3 separate regions of the Mus musculus genome follow, and regions 2 and 3 are each linked to region 1. A link is a contact called in public HiChIP or PLAC-seq and promoter capture Hi-C data. All regions are on one chromosome and are shown on one strand. Each heading gives the region's core, a stretch centred on a gene start, on an enhancer-like site or on the middle of the called end of the contact. The rest is flanking DNA. Distances are from core to core; before and after follow the strand shown. Region 1 holds the start of Ddx27 (DEAD box helicase 27). Region 2 has its middle 25 kb from the start of Ptgis. Region 3 overlaps Arfgef2 (ADP-ribosylation factor guanine nucleotide-exchange factor 2 (brefeldin A-inhibited)).

What was found. Promoter capture Hi-C pulls out the DNA fragments that hold promoters and counts their contacts. HiChIP or PLAC-seq counts read pairs in DNA pulled down with a chosen protein or histone mark.
Region 2: a contact with region 1 is called in an H3K27ac HiChIP or PLAC-seq map of embryonic stem cells, with 6 read pairs. The contact joins the enhancer-like site here to the promoter of Ddx27 in region 1. A contact is called at or near these places in 4 of 39 promoter capture datasets (embryonic stem cells, pre-B cells and stem cell-derived epiblast-like cells), 1 of 15 datasets of contacts at CTCF or cohesin (large pre-B cells), 1 of 484 Hi-C or Micro-C datasets (embryonic stem cells), 2 of 115 datasets of contacts at active chromatin or transcription factors (embryonic stem cells and large pre-B cells) and 1 of 9 other capture datasets (pancreatic islet).
Region 3: a contact with region 1 is called in a promoter capture Hi-C map of the HPC-7 cell line, with 2.3 times the contacts expected there. The contact joins the enhancer-like site here to the promoter of Ddx27 in region 1. A contact is called at or near these places in 4 of 39 promoter capture datasets (the HPC-7 cell line, hippocampal neurons, liver and 1 more), 12 of 484 Hi-C or Micro-C datasets (3T3-L1-derived adipocytes, astrocytes, cerebral cortex and 7 more), 2 of 115 datasets of contacts at active chromatin or transcription factors (both in embryonic stem cells) and 4 of 9 other capture datasets (adipose tissue, embryonic stem cells, liver and 1 more).

Annotation. Positions count from the first base shown.
Region 1 is chr2:167,013,382-167,017,538 of GRCm38.p6, forward strand. Ddx27 (DEAD box helicase 27) reads left to right here and starts at 1,932. Exons shown (of 21, transcript NM_153065.3): 1 at 1,932-2,045. The coding sequence starts at 1,953.
Region 2 is chr2:167,263,737-167,267,893 of GRCm38.p6, forward strand. No RefSeq gene overlaps it. Among named protein-coding and RNA genes, the nearest start is that of Ptgis, 25 kb to the left of the region's middle. Within about 2 kb of position 2,300, at least 7 of the 459 cell types and tissues checked have an H3K27ac peak or open chromatin away from gene starts, as enhancers often do. A contact at or near this core is called in embryonic stem cells, where this site is marked.
Region 3 is chr2:166,873,327-166,877,483 of GRCm38.p6, forward strand. Arfgef2 (ADP-ribosylation factor guanine nucleotide-exchange factor 2 (brefeldin A-inhibited)) reads left to right here. Exons shown (of 39, transcript NM_001085495.2): 29 at 250-380; 30 at 537-666; 31 at 3,167-3,302. Among named protein-coding and RNA genes, the nearest start is that of Cse1l, 31 kb to the right of the region's middle. Within about 2 kb of position 1,770, at least 72 of the 459 cell types and tissues checked have an H3K27ac peak or open chromatin away from gene starts, as enhancers often do. A contact at or near this core is called in the HPC-7 cell line, muscle stem cells, myocytes and 1 more, where this site is marked.

The sequences.
Region 1 (4,157 bases), core at 682-3,181:
GTTTTTTTCGAGACAGGTTTCTCTGTATCGCCCTGGCTGTGCTGGAACTCACTCTGTAGACCAGGCTTGCCTAGAACTCAGAAATCCACCTGCCTCTGCCTCCCAAGTGCTGGGATTAAAGGCGTGTGCAACCAATGCCCAGCTTTTTATTTTTTTAAGATTTATTTATTTTGTGTTACGAGTACACCATTGCTTTCTTCACACACACCAGAAGAGGGCGTCAGATCTCATTACTCATGGTTGTGAGCCACCATATGATTGCTCGGAATTGAACTTAGGACTTTTGAAAGAGCAGTTGGTGCTCTTAACCGCTGAGTCCTTGGTCACTGTTTTATTACTGTGAAGGGACACCATGACAAAGCGTTTAATTAGGCTGTTCTTACAATTTCAGCGCTTTTGTTCATTGTCTTCATGGTGGAGAGCTGTGTGCATGCAGACACAGTTGTAGCTTTAATTTTTTTTTCTCGACCGTATTTTTTGTTTTGTTTTGTTTTCTTTCTTTCTCTTTTTTTTCTCTGGTTTGGTTTTTTGAGACAGGGTTTCTCTGTATAGCCCTGGCTGTCCTGGAACTCACTTTGTAGACCAGGCTGGCTTGAACTCAGAAATCTGCCTGCCTCTGCCTCCCAAGTGCTGGGATTAAAGGCATGTGTCACCATGCCTGGCTTTTTTTTTTTTTTTTTTTTTCTGAGACAGGATTTCTCTATATAGCCCTGGCTGTCCCAGAACTCACTTTGTATACCAGACTGGTCTCAAACTCAGAAATCTGCCTGCCTCTGCCTCCCAAGTACCCGTACTTTTAATGTTTTTTTTTTTTTTTTTTTAAGATTTTATTTATTTATTTATTTATTATATATAAGTACACTGTCGCTGTCTTCAGACACTCCAGAAGAGGGAGTCAGATTTTGTTACGGATGGTTGTGAGCCACCATGTGGTTGCTGGGATTTGAACTCTGGACCTTCGGAAGAACAGTCGGGTGCTCTTACCCACTGAGCCATCTCACCAGCCCATACCCGTACTTTTAATAATGGTTCATAAATGCTTTAACCTCTCTTGTAGTCTACTACTCACCAGAGGCAGTGGAAAAGAAGGGATACAGACCAAAAGGTCCAGAGTTCAAATCCCATCAACCACATGGTGGCTCACAACCATCCGTAACAAGATCTGACTCCCTCTTCTGGTGGGTCTGAAGACAGCTACAGTGTACTTACATATAATAATAAATAAATCTTTAAAAAAAAAAAAAGAAAAGAAAATAGAACTTACAATTCGACCATCCTTAAAATATTATCTATTATTTAAACTTTTATGTGCCTGCATCATGCCTGCATACATGTCTGTGCACCAGATGTTCCCAGTGGCCGCAGAGGTCAGATACGGAGTTACAGACAGCTGTGAGCCACCTTGTGGGTGCTAGGAATCAAACCTGGGTCTTCTGCAGGAGCAACCAGTGCTCTTAGCCACTAAACCAGCCCTCCAGGAATCCAGCCCCCTGTTAATTATTATAATTGTGTATACAGAGGGGCGTGTTCACTTGAAAAGGGTGTGAAGATCAGAGGACAACTCTGGATTCCGAGCTCTTCTTTCCCCTTGTAGGTACCGGGATCGCACTCAGGAGTAGTGTGGCCTTTGCCATGCTGAGCCAGATGGCAGCCCTGACTACCATTTTGTTGTTAAGTTCCCAAATGTACACATACTTCTAATTTTTCCCTCACCTTTACACACTCTCAGACTTCTATTTCTTTCCCAAAACAAAGTAGTTTTCTAATCTAAACAACGCCCCACCCATTTGATTTTATTATTGGAAACCACGCAGGCCCGCGAAGTCTCAAAGTGCCGCCCCCGAGCGGAAGTGACGTGAAGCACATGCGCGCGACGCCGAGCGGGTCGCGGAAAAGGCGGGTCGTGTCGGCGCGCCGCACTCGCTACGTCCGGAAGTGGCTGCTTCTTCAGCATGCTGGCGGAGCTCGGCTTCATCCGGACCATCGGCGAGAATGACGAGGTGCCGGTTGAGCCCGAGTCGGACTCCGGAGACGAGGAGGAGGAGGTAGGAGCCGGCGGGAGAAGGGGCCGTGGGCGGGAGCGGCCGGGAACCAGCTGCGGGCCCCAGGCCCTCCTCAGCGTGCTCAGGTGTCCCCATGCAGGCCGTGTCACCAAGCTGTGCGGAGTCGAACTTCGCAGGCGAAGTCAGTCTTGCTTCCTGCCCAGTCGGGGACACATGCTCCCACCTATCCATCAAGCCTCCCAAGGGGGTTCTAGTGATGCTAGGCGGTGGGGATGTAGCCCTGAGAAAGTGGCTCCAGGGTGAGTGGCGAGAGAAAAAGACCCAAACCCAAACTCTCAGTGCCTCACACCGGCGTCAGCCAGCCTCACACGACACTAAGGATGGCCCAGGCCCTCTGCAGTCCGATTCCGAGAAAGCTGATGTCTAAGGCTCCAGTCTTTAAGGATGTTGCTGGGAGGTCGTTTGGAGCTCTGCTGGTCAGTTTAGGCGTCTGTCCAAGGCTTCTATCCCTCTGTCCATCCACACTCCGGTCTTTGCAAGTCCCACCCGCACACCTGCAAACCTGTGCCCCTCACATACTTCAGTTTCCAGCTTGGTGGTCTCCTTACCAAGTAGCTGAGTGGTCTCAGTGGTCTGAGTGGTTCCAGCCATGCAGCTAAGTTTTTGTGGCTTTCAGAGTCAGGCCAGGCTCTGTTGTCTTTTCTGCCATTTGACCCTCAGCAGCCTTCCTTGTCCTGGCAACACCGACATACCATTCCATTTCATGTCTTAGAAACTTGTGTTCTTTTTCTGCTCAGAGCCTTTCACATCTCTACCCAGCCCACTCCCCCAGGCTTTCTCTCTATAGCCCTGGCTGTCCTGGACCTACCTCGGTAGACTTCGAACTCAGATCTGCCTGCCTCTGCCTCCTGAGTGCTGGGATTAAAGGTGTGCCCAGCTTCTCTTCACACTTCTGCTCTCTGCCTGGAAGGCTTCCCTCAGTAGTTCTCCACCTGTGGCTCCAGACCCTGGGGACCCTAGGATCTCATTTCAGATATTTACATTATGATTTATAACAGTAATGAATTATGGTTATGAAGTCTCAACGGAAATAACTTTATGGTTTGGGGTCACCACCATCTGGGTTGGGAAGGTTGTGAACCATGTGTCTAGATGTCTCAGTCTGCTCTGGCTTTTTTTCTCTCCACAACAGGAGGGTTTCATTCTGGAACCCTCCTGCTGCCTCCGCTTCCCTCCGGGCTACCACTGTACAGGACAACAGTTTTCTGATGTCTGCCATTGGCATGAGGCATTTTAAATCGATCCAGGTTTGGGAGCAAGTACCTTGGTGTCCAGGATGGAGGATGACTTTGTCTCTCCTGGCATGTACTGGGTGGTGGCCGGGAGAGACTTAGCTCATGTATTACCTGCTCTGTAAGGCAGAACTAGAGCAGTGCCTCACTCCGTAAGAAGCTTGTTGGTATCCAATTCTGTATCAGTTTTGTGTTTCCTTTTGAAACTGGATCTTGGATACATTTGAGCTTCTGACGGTCCTGTTGCTGTTTGCATTGTTTATGCACATTCATATGTGTGCCTGTGTACATGTTCTTGTGCGCGTACTTGTTCACATGCACGTGTGTGGGGCCAGAGAACAACTTTGTGGGCTGTTACTCCAGTTGTCCACCTTGCTTAGAGACGGGATCTTACATAGGTATGGAATTCACTGGCTAGACTATACTGGCCATTATTACACTCCCCATCCCCCATGTCTCACCCCCATGTGTGTGTCTACACTCTTGCAAGTGTAGTATATGTGTGTAGGTACAAGCATGTGTTAGCAGGCCAGAGGTTAATGTATATCAAGTGTCTGTCATTTCTTGGGAGCTGTCCACTTTGTTTTTGGAAACCATTCTCTTACTGGAACATAGGACTTAACAGGGAGGGTCAGCTGACCAGTCAGCTTCTGCAGAGATGTCAGTTTCTGCCTTCTCAGAAGTTTTGGAGATGTGGAGACATGGTTCTGTGTCAACCCTGGCTGACTGACATCTGCCTGACACCTCTACCTCCCAAGTGCTGGAATTAAAGGTGTGCACCACCACATCCAGCTTAAGGTTTATTCATCTATGTTGAGACAGGTTCTCCCAAGTAGCCCTGGCTGTTTGGTACTCATAGAGA
Region 2 (4,157 bases), core at 1,050-3,549, 250 kb after region 1:
GACTCAGACTGACACAGACTGGCTACAGTGGCCCGCCCTGCTTCTGGAGCCTGTGTCTAGTCAAATCCTTAGGAACCTGCAGGAGAAATGTCCAGTCGTGGTGACACATGCTACCGTGGCATATTGAAGAGCCCACATACATGAAGGCCGAGCTATGTGTGTGGGGCCAACAGGATGGTCTGCGTTCCATGCTGGGACCCACATGATGGAGGGAGAGAGCTGATTTCCTCACAGTGTCCTCCAACGAGAACGTGCACCTCTGAACTCTACACACAGGCGCACAGGCACACAAACGGAAATAAGTAAGATGCAAAATAAATAAATAAATAAAAAGATTAAATTCCTGGTTTAAAAGCGGAATGAGAAAGCCAGGCACGGCGGAGGCTCACGCCTTCAATCCCAGCTCCTGGGAGGCAGCGCCAGGAAGATCACTGTGAGTCCGAGTCAGCCTGGCCTGCATAGTGAGCTCCAGCCCTGCCAGACCTCAGAAAAGGAAGAGAAACAGAGGCCCAGAGACGGCCAAACATGCTTGTACCATGAGCCTGCCATTTGACACTGTATTGGGGATGCTAGCTCCCAGCCTGGTGTCTGCAGGAACCTCCAGCAAAATAGAGGAGACCCAAGGGTCTTACATACAGGGAGCATAGCAAGTGCAAATGCCCACGGTCAACAGAAACCAGGCACTCTCCATACTAGAGAGAGGTGCTTCATACCCAGGGTCTGGCTCATTTGTGGGAAGAGGGGCTTTAGAGAGAGCAATGGAGGCCCCAGAGCCTGTTTCCAAGTATGATCCACACACCAGCAGCATCAGGCAATGCAGCAGGATTGTCAGAGCTGATTGGCACATGTGTCTGGGACCTGCCATTTGCACCGCTTCGCCCAAGGGATTCCCAAGGAATTCTGAAGCACTCAACATTTCTGTCAGCTGAGTCGCTGCTGATATCCCAGTTAAGAACAACTTGGTCTCAGACAAGCCTGGCTTCAAGTCTCAGTTCTGCTGCTTTCCAGCATGGCGCTCTCTCTCTCTCTCTCTCTCTCTCTCTCTCTCTCTCTCTCTCTCTCTCGGATATTGCTCAGGGTCTTCCCTCAGTGGAGACATCTGACAATATCCCCACACAGGTGCAGGTGAAGGCAGCCATTGCTCAGGGCTGGCTGTTTTAGTTAGGCCTACCCACCCCCACTGAGGTTATAGATGTGTGCTGCCACACCCAGCTTTTTCGAAGGTTCTGGGATCTGAACTTAGGTCCCCACGTTCACATGGTGAGCGCATTCACCCACTGACCCCTCCTCCTCAGGGTGTCTTAGGGTTTTACTGCTGTGAAGACACATACATCATTACCTCATACAGGGGAGCAGCTGGGAGCCTAGACACACACACACACACACACACACACACACAGAGCTCCTGTCCACTCAGCAATGGATGTTAACCTCAGCTATGACGAAGTCTCTTCGGTGGCAGACCTCTTGTATGTGTGGGAGGGCTGGGGATCAGGGTGTGGCACAGTGTCTGGTCATAAGAGGCAGCTGTCAATGCATATACAGGTGTGCTGGTGAGGGCAGACAGAGACCCACTGAGGGTGGCTTTGAGTGACAGATTACAGGAGGGGCCAAACTCAGCACAACACCATCAGACCTTCACCAATTACTCCACTGGTGCTGCCTAGAGAATGGGATGCAGAGGGAAGCAGGCAGGACTAAGATGGCGTCTTCTGGAGAAGCTAAATACTTACGGGGGACTCTCCTTCCTGCCTGTGTGGGCAGCGAGAGGCTTAGAGACAGAGAGACAGAACCCACAATCCAGGGGGAGGGGGAAAGGCCAAAGGTCAGAGGTCAGTAGAAAATGTCCCCAACTCGCAAAAACAGTGTGTCTCCTCCCTTGGTGTTCATGCCACCCAGAGCCACCCCACTGCCAGTGCGGTCAGGTCCTGGGGGAGGAGTGGAATCTAAAATATGTTTTGGTTTCCTTAAAGGTATTTGGGAACAAAATGATACGTTTCTGTCTCTCTGTTTTGATTTTCTTTTTTTTTTTTTTTTTTTTTTAAGAGGGGGTGGTGGTGGTGGAGAAAACACACAGTTGATTCAAAAAACCTGCCGGGAGACTGTTGTCCTAGACCCAAAATATTTCATTTATACAGATGATACAGGTAGTTGGTATAAGGGCCTACCTGAGGCTTGAAGGAAGTGGGTGTGACAGCAGAGTCATCAAGCTCCGAGTGACAGAGTGACAGCTGCTCTGAGGAGCACTGCCCTGAGTGGTGGACGCAGAGAAAGTACCCTCCAGCTGCCATTTCCTGCCTCCTCTGACCTCTGGTGACCCCTACAGATCTCAGTGGGCGGCCACAGGAAGGCAATGCATGCTTCCTTTAGGAAATAGAGTCTATCAAGAACAAAGAAGGGCCAGACAGTTGTGGCACTTTTTTTTTTTTTTTTTTTTTTTGGTTTTTCGAGACAGGGTTTCTCTGTATAGCCCTGGCTGTCCTGGAACTCACTTTGTAGACCAGGCTGGCCTCGAATTCAGAAATCCGCCTGCCTCTGCCTCCCAAGTGCTGGGACTAAAGGCGTGCGCCACCACGCCCGGCTCGGCAGCACACTTTTAACCACGCACTTGGGAGGGAGAGGCAGGCAGACCTCTAAGTTAGAGGCTAGCCTCCTCTACAGAGTGTTGTGGGTGGGCCTGTTGTTGTTTGTATTTTGATGTTAAGTTTGTTCTCCTGGGAGGTACTACAGACAAGGAGTGAGTCACTCAAGTGATTTCTTGTGAACCAACTCCCTAATGAATACAGAGCCATTCACTGGGTGAGTAAGAGGGACTTCCAGGTTGGACGGAGGAAGCAGGAGAGAGTTAGATCTTTTTGGACAGGGATAGCGTGAGGACAAGAGGACAAGATGTAGTTACAAGTGTCTCCCAGTTTCAATGGCAGATCTGTCAGGATTCACCACTGGAGGATTTAGATTTTTTTTTTTAAAGATTTATTTATTATTATACATAAGTACACTGTAGCTGTCTTTTAGACACACCAGAAGAGGGCGCCAGATCTCATTACAGATGGTTGTGAGCCTCCATGTGGTTGCTGGGATTTGAACTCAGTACCTTTGGAAGAGCAGTCAGTGCTCTTACCCACTGAGCCATCATGCGAGCCCGAGGATTTAGATTTAATAAGGCTTACAAGATTAGGATTTTAGTTGTTGCACCCAGCGATTAATTTACCGTTGTTTCTGAACTAAGTTTGTGTTGTGTTTTCCTTCACACAGTGGCTCATCTGGGTTTAAGAGAGAAAGTAGCAAAGCGAGGGTTTGCCTGAGATGCACCACAAAGGCTGTGGGGGATTTGAAGCACAGGGTTGGCGTGGCAGTAATCCACCAGTGGGAACCTAGTGAGCTGGGTGAAGAGATTTCGGAGTTCTGAGTCAGAGTCTCCACAAAATAAAAACAGGTCGGCCTTTGCCGCCAGTGCATAGCCAACCAGGCCGCCAGGGCAGAGAGTTACCGGCACAAGCTCCCGACCGTGTCAGTTGGATTTTTAAAATATTTCCCACAGGGCTGGTGAGATGGCTCAGTGGGTAAGAGCATCCGACTGCTCTTCCGAAGGTCCAGAGTTCAAATCCCAGCAACCACATGGTGGCTCACAACCATCCGTAATGAGATCTGGCTCCCTCTTCTGGAGTATCTGAAGACAGCTACAGTGTACTTTCATATAATCAATAAATAAATCTTAAAAAAAAATATTTCCCACAATAACAGAGTGAGTTCCAAGATGGCCAGGGCTACACGGAGAAACCCTGTGTGGTGGTTTGAACAGGCATGGCTCCCATAGACACAAGTGCATGAATGCTTGGGTATAGGAAGTGGCATATATAAGTGGCATATATGCTTCTTGGAGAAGATGTAATCTTGTTGGAAGACGTTGGTGTCACTGTGGGAGGTGGGCTTTGAGGCACAGTAGGGGAGGTGGGCTAGCTAAAACTGCAAGCCCCTGACTCAGTGACCGCCCCATCTCATAACGATAAAGCAGGCAGTGATTGAGAAAAGCATTAGACATCAGCCGTCCAGCCTCTACACAAGTACACACGAGTGCACTTACACACACAACCCACCCACACAAACACACAGGAATGTCAGTGGAGTCACTAAAAAGCACACACCCCTACACACAC
Region 3 (4,157 bases), core at 520-3,019, 140 kb before region 1:
TGTTTCTTAATGTAACATTCACTCTCTGCCCCAGTGCTCTTGTGAGCTGCCTCCCTCTGGTCTGTAGGCTCATGGGAATGACACCTTCAGTGGGCAGGGGAATGTCTCCCTCGGTCTCTGGGATTTCCCCTTCTAGACTTCGGAAGAGAGTTTGGGAAAAGATTGTCTAGAGCCTCAGTCTTTGTGTGGCTGCTTTTCTGACCCCTCCTGCTTGCTTACACTACATCTGAGACATGATTTTCATTTCAGGTGCTGCAAGAGTACACAAGTGATGATATGAATGTGGCTCCTGGTGACAGGGTCTGGGTCAGAGGCTGGTTTCCCATCCTGTTTGAACTCTCCTGCATCATTAACAGATGCAAGTTAGATGTACGCACAAGGTAACTGGATCCCCAAGGCAGCTGGACATCAATGTTAAAATGAGTCGCTTCTTACCCCACCCCAGGTTCACACCTCCCCTCCCTGACCCTTGCCTCCATCTCAGTTTGGCCATTTCTTCCTCACCTTCTCCCTGCTCTCCTTTATTTTTCCCCCAGGGGACTCACGGTCATGTTTGAGATTATGAAGAGCTATGGCCACACCTTTGCAAAGCACTGGTGGCAGGACCTGTTCAGAATCGTGTTTCGAATTTTTGACAACATGAAACTCCCTGAGCAACAGTCAGAGGTGGGTGATGTCTACAGTGTGGCCTGTGAGTAGATGTAATGGGCCCATGGCCGGCCTCCTCCTTGGGGTTGTCTTGCCAGATAACAGGGGTTTAACAACTTAACAACTATTTAAGATGCTTCTACAAGTGGACAGAAGCACTGACCATCTTAGACCAGTGTCAGCTAGTTCTGGGAGATCCCTTTCTGGGAAAAGGGAGAGGAAGTTCCTCATGGTTTGCCCTCCTGGACCTGGACACTGCCTGCCAGCTCTGCAGGCTCATGGCTGCTCTTCTTGTGTGTGCCACGCTCTGACCTGGTCTTGCAGGATCGAGAGCAATGGCAGAGATGCACAGACAAGACAAGCACAGCTGTCTTCTTTTCTTTTTCTTTTTTGTCTTTTTATGACAGAGTTTATTTGTGTAGCCCTGGCTGACCTAGAACTTAGTTTGTAAACCAGGCTGGCCTCACAGTCATAGCTATCCACCTGCCTCTGCCTCCTGAGTGCTGAAATTACGAGTGTGTGCCATCACTACCTGACTGGCCCTTTATTAATGTATTATTTCAGGAACATCATTTCCCCCTCATACCAGCATAAAAATAACATGCACTAGATGAAATATTCCGGATACACAGAGTTCACACCTCTATCACATAGAAACTGAGGCTACCACTATGTTGTCTTTTCCTACTTAAACAGTTTATACAGTTGAAGTCCTAGTGTAGACATTTGTCCTGTTCTTTAATGTTAGAGTAATTTTTTCCTCATCATAAATAGATAGATAAATATTCATTTCAGAAAAATGCTTGTCTAGCATGCAGGAAGCATGTGGTCCGCACGTGTGCTCCAGCTCTAGGGTTTGTTTCTGCAATGCCCAGCCCCCGCATAGCTTTCTACACAGATTCTAGGGGTCTGGGGATTGGACTCAGTCCTCATGCTCGCTGGGCGACGCTCTGAAGTGAGCGTTCCTAAATTCCCTTGTAATTGAGGACAGGAATCCGGGAGGCCTAACTTCTGCATTCATGTCCACACACCATGGCTTGCATGTCTGCAGGGCACTGTGGGCCTTCCCCTTTCCCCACACTATCCAGCCTTTGCTTTCATTTACCTCGGTGCTCTGCACGGGCAGAGGCTCTGCTGGCTGGCTGGCTGGCTGCCACCACTGATCACCACATCTTCCTATTGGGACCTGGCTTTTTGGACCTGGCTTTTTGTCCTGTGTCATCAGCTTTTCCCAGTTGCTTCCTCTTCTGTTTGTTGAGGGGCTGGGTTTGGTTGGTTTTTCACTTGTGTGTTTTGTTTTTGAGGCAGTGTCATCCTCCAGCCTGGGTGGACCCGAAGGTCACTTTGTAGTCTTACTTTTTCATTGGTATCTTTATTTTCTTTTTATTTAGTTTTTTCTGGCTGTTCTGGACTCCATATATAGATCAGGCTAGCCTCAAACTCTCAAAAATCCGCCTGCTTCTGCCTCCCAGATGCTGGTATTAAAGATGTGCACCACCAACGTCCAGCTTAAAACTTTCCTCACACAGTATATTTTGGTTGTGTTTTCCCCTCCTCCAACTGTTCCCACATTCTTCCCGCATACCCAACTTTGTTCTTTCTCATTGTCTTAAAAAACACACACACACACACACACACACACACACACACACACACACACACACACACACAGTGTAACTCCTCACTCTGTATCGCTCCATTGCGGAAAGTGGATTTCCCTTTCCTGGCAACTGTCAGCTGCAGATGGCTTCTTGGTCAGGGGTGGGGCTCTGTAGGCCAGCACCTGTGCTGGTCTTTATTTACGCTATGTTACCAGGTCTTCAGTTTCATTTCCTTCTGGCTTTTATTTTGAGAACCCTATTCGTGACACTTTTCTTTTCTGTCATTGTGTAATCATTTTTATATTTCTCTGGTACTTTTATGCCGTCATTTTTTGAAAGAGTGTGGGGGGGGGCAGGATAAGGTGCTGGGTGACCGCCTCTTTCATAGTCCACTATTACTTTGAGTCAAGCTCTCCTGGTGAATGTGAGGCTCTCATTGTCTCCTCTTGGCAAACCCCAGCGGCGCCATATTCCCTCAGCCCTTCCCACACATGGGGCAATGGGTGCCTGGGACGGTAAGCTTGTTCCAAGGCTGTGAAATCTGAACTCCAGCTCTCGTGATTGCCTAGCAAGTGCCCTCGACTGCTGAGCCATCTCTTTAGCCCGTATGCAGTTGTCTTTATTTTCCCATATTATTTTAAGGGACAGTTTAATATTTGTGAGTCCACAGTGAAGCCTATCACACCATGCAGTTTTCAGAGTCTGAATGTTACAGGGGTGGACATTTTCTTCTGCAAACATTTCCTCACCCGCCTGACTGTTTCTGTAGGATCTGACGGTGGAGAGAGTAGTTCTGAGCAAGCAGAAGCAGTCAGGTTTGAGATGTCGATACTTATGTGAGTGACAGCCAGGCTTGCAAGAGCAGCCATCTTACCCTAGAGATGTTGGTTTTGAAGATTCATTTTTTTTCCTTTCAGAAATCAGAGTGGATGACGACCACGTGCAATCATGCACTGTACGCTATTTGTGACGTATTCACCCAGTTCTACGAAGCTTTGCATGAAGTGCTTCTCTCTGATGTGTTTGCGCAGCTGCAGTGGTGCGTGAAACAAGGTATTCATTAAGTGAGGGAGGGGCAGTGTTTCCTCGTACACAGTCTTTATGAGGAATTAATTTTCTGTCATAAAAGTATAAATGCAATGCCAAGGGTCACTGTGTACAATTCAGTCCACCAGTCCCTTCCCAGGTTGATTTATAAGCACAGTTTAAAGGTGGATTTTGTTGTTTTTGTTTTAAAGGGTGAGATGCACTTTTGTGCTTTAAAGTTTGTTTTTTTTTTAATTCCCCTCCGTTTCTCCCTCCCTCCTTTCCTCCCAGCCTGTGTCTGTCCATCCGTGTGTACATCCGTGTGTCCATGAGCTATTCCCTCAACTCCCTTCTTTCAAGTTTTATGTGTTTGTAATTTTTTTATAGTAAACTATTTTTTAAAGTACTTTTGGAGTTACTATCACCAGCTACATCAGTGACATCTTATTTAGTGGTTATGTGTTCATGTTAGTGTATACCAGATAAAAACCATGTATCCCTCAGACCTGGATCCATTTTGGCCTAGGGCAAAGTTAAATTCAGTTAAGATCTTTTTGAAAAGTGACTCCTTCTTTCCTCCTTCTCTGTGCAGCCTGGCTGTGCTGGAACTTGATCTGTTTAGACAGACTGGCCTCAGAGTCACAGAGATCCGCCTGCCTCTGCAGCCCAGGCGCTGGGGTCAGAGGTGTCTGCCACCACGCCCTTCTGGCGAAAAGGACCACATTTTAAAGGAAGTAGCAAATAGCTGTAGTACTTTGATAGCAAAAACTGGAAAGGTAGTTAGTGATTATATCAGAAACACTATTTTTAAAAACAATTTATTTATTTATTTATTTATTTATTTGGTTTTTTGAGACAGGGTTTCTCTGTGTAGTCCTGGCT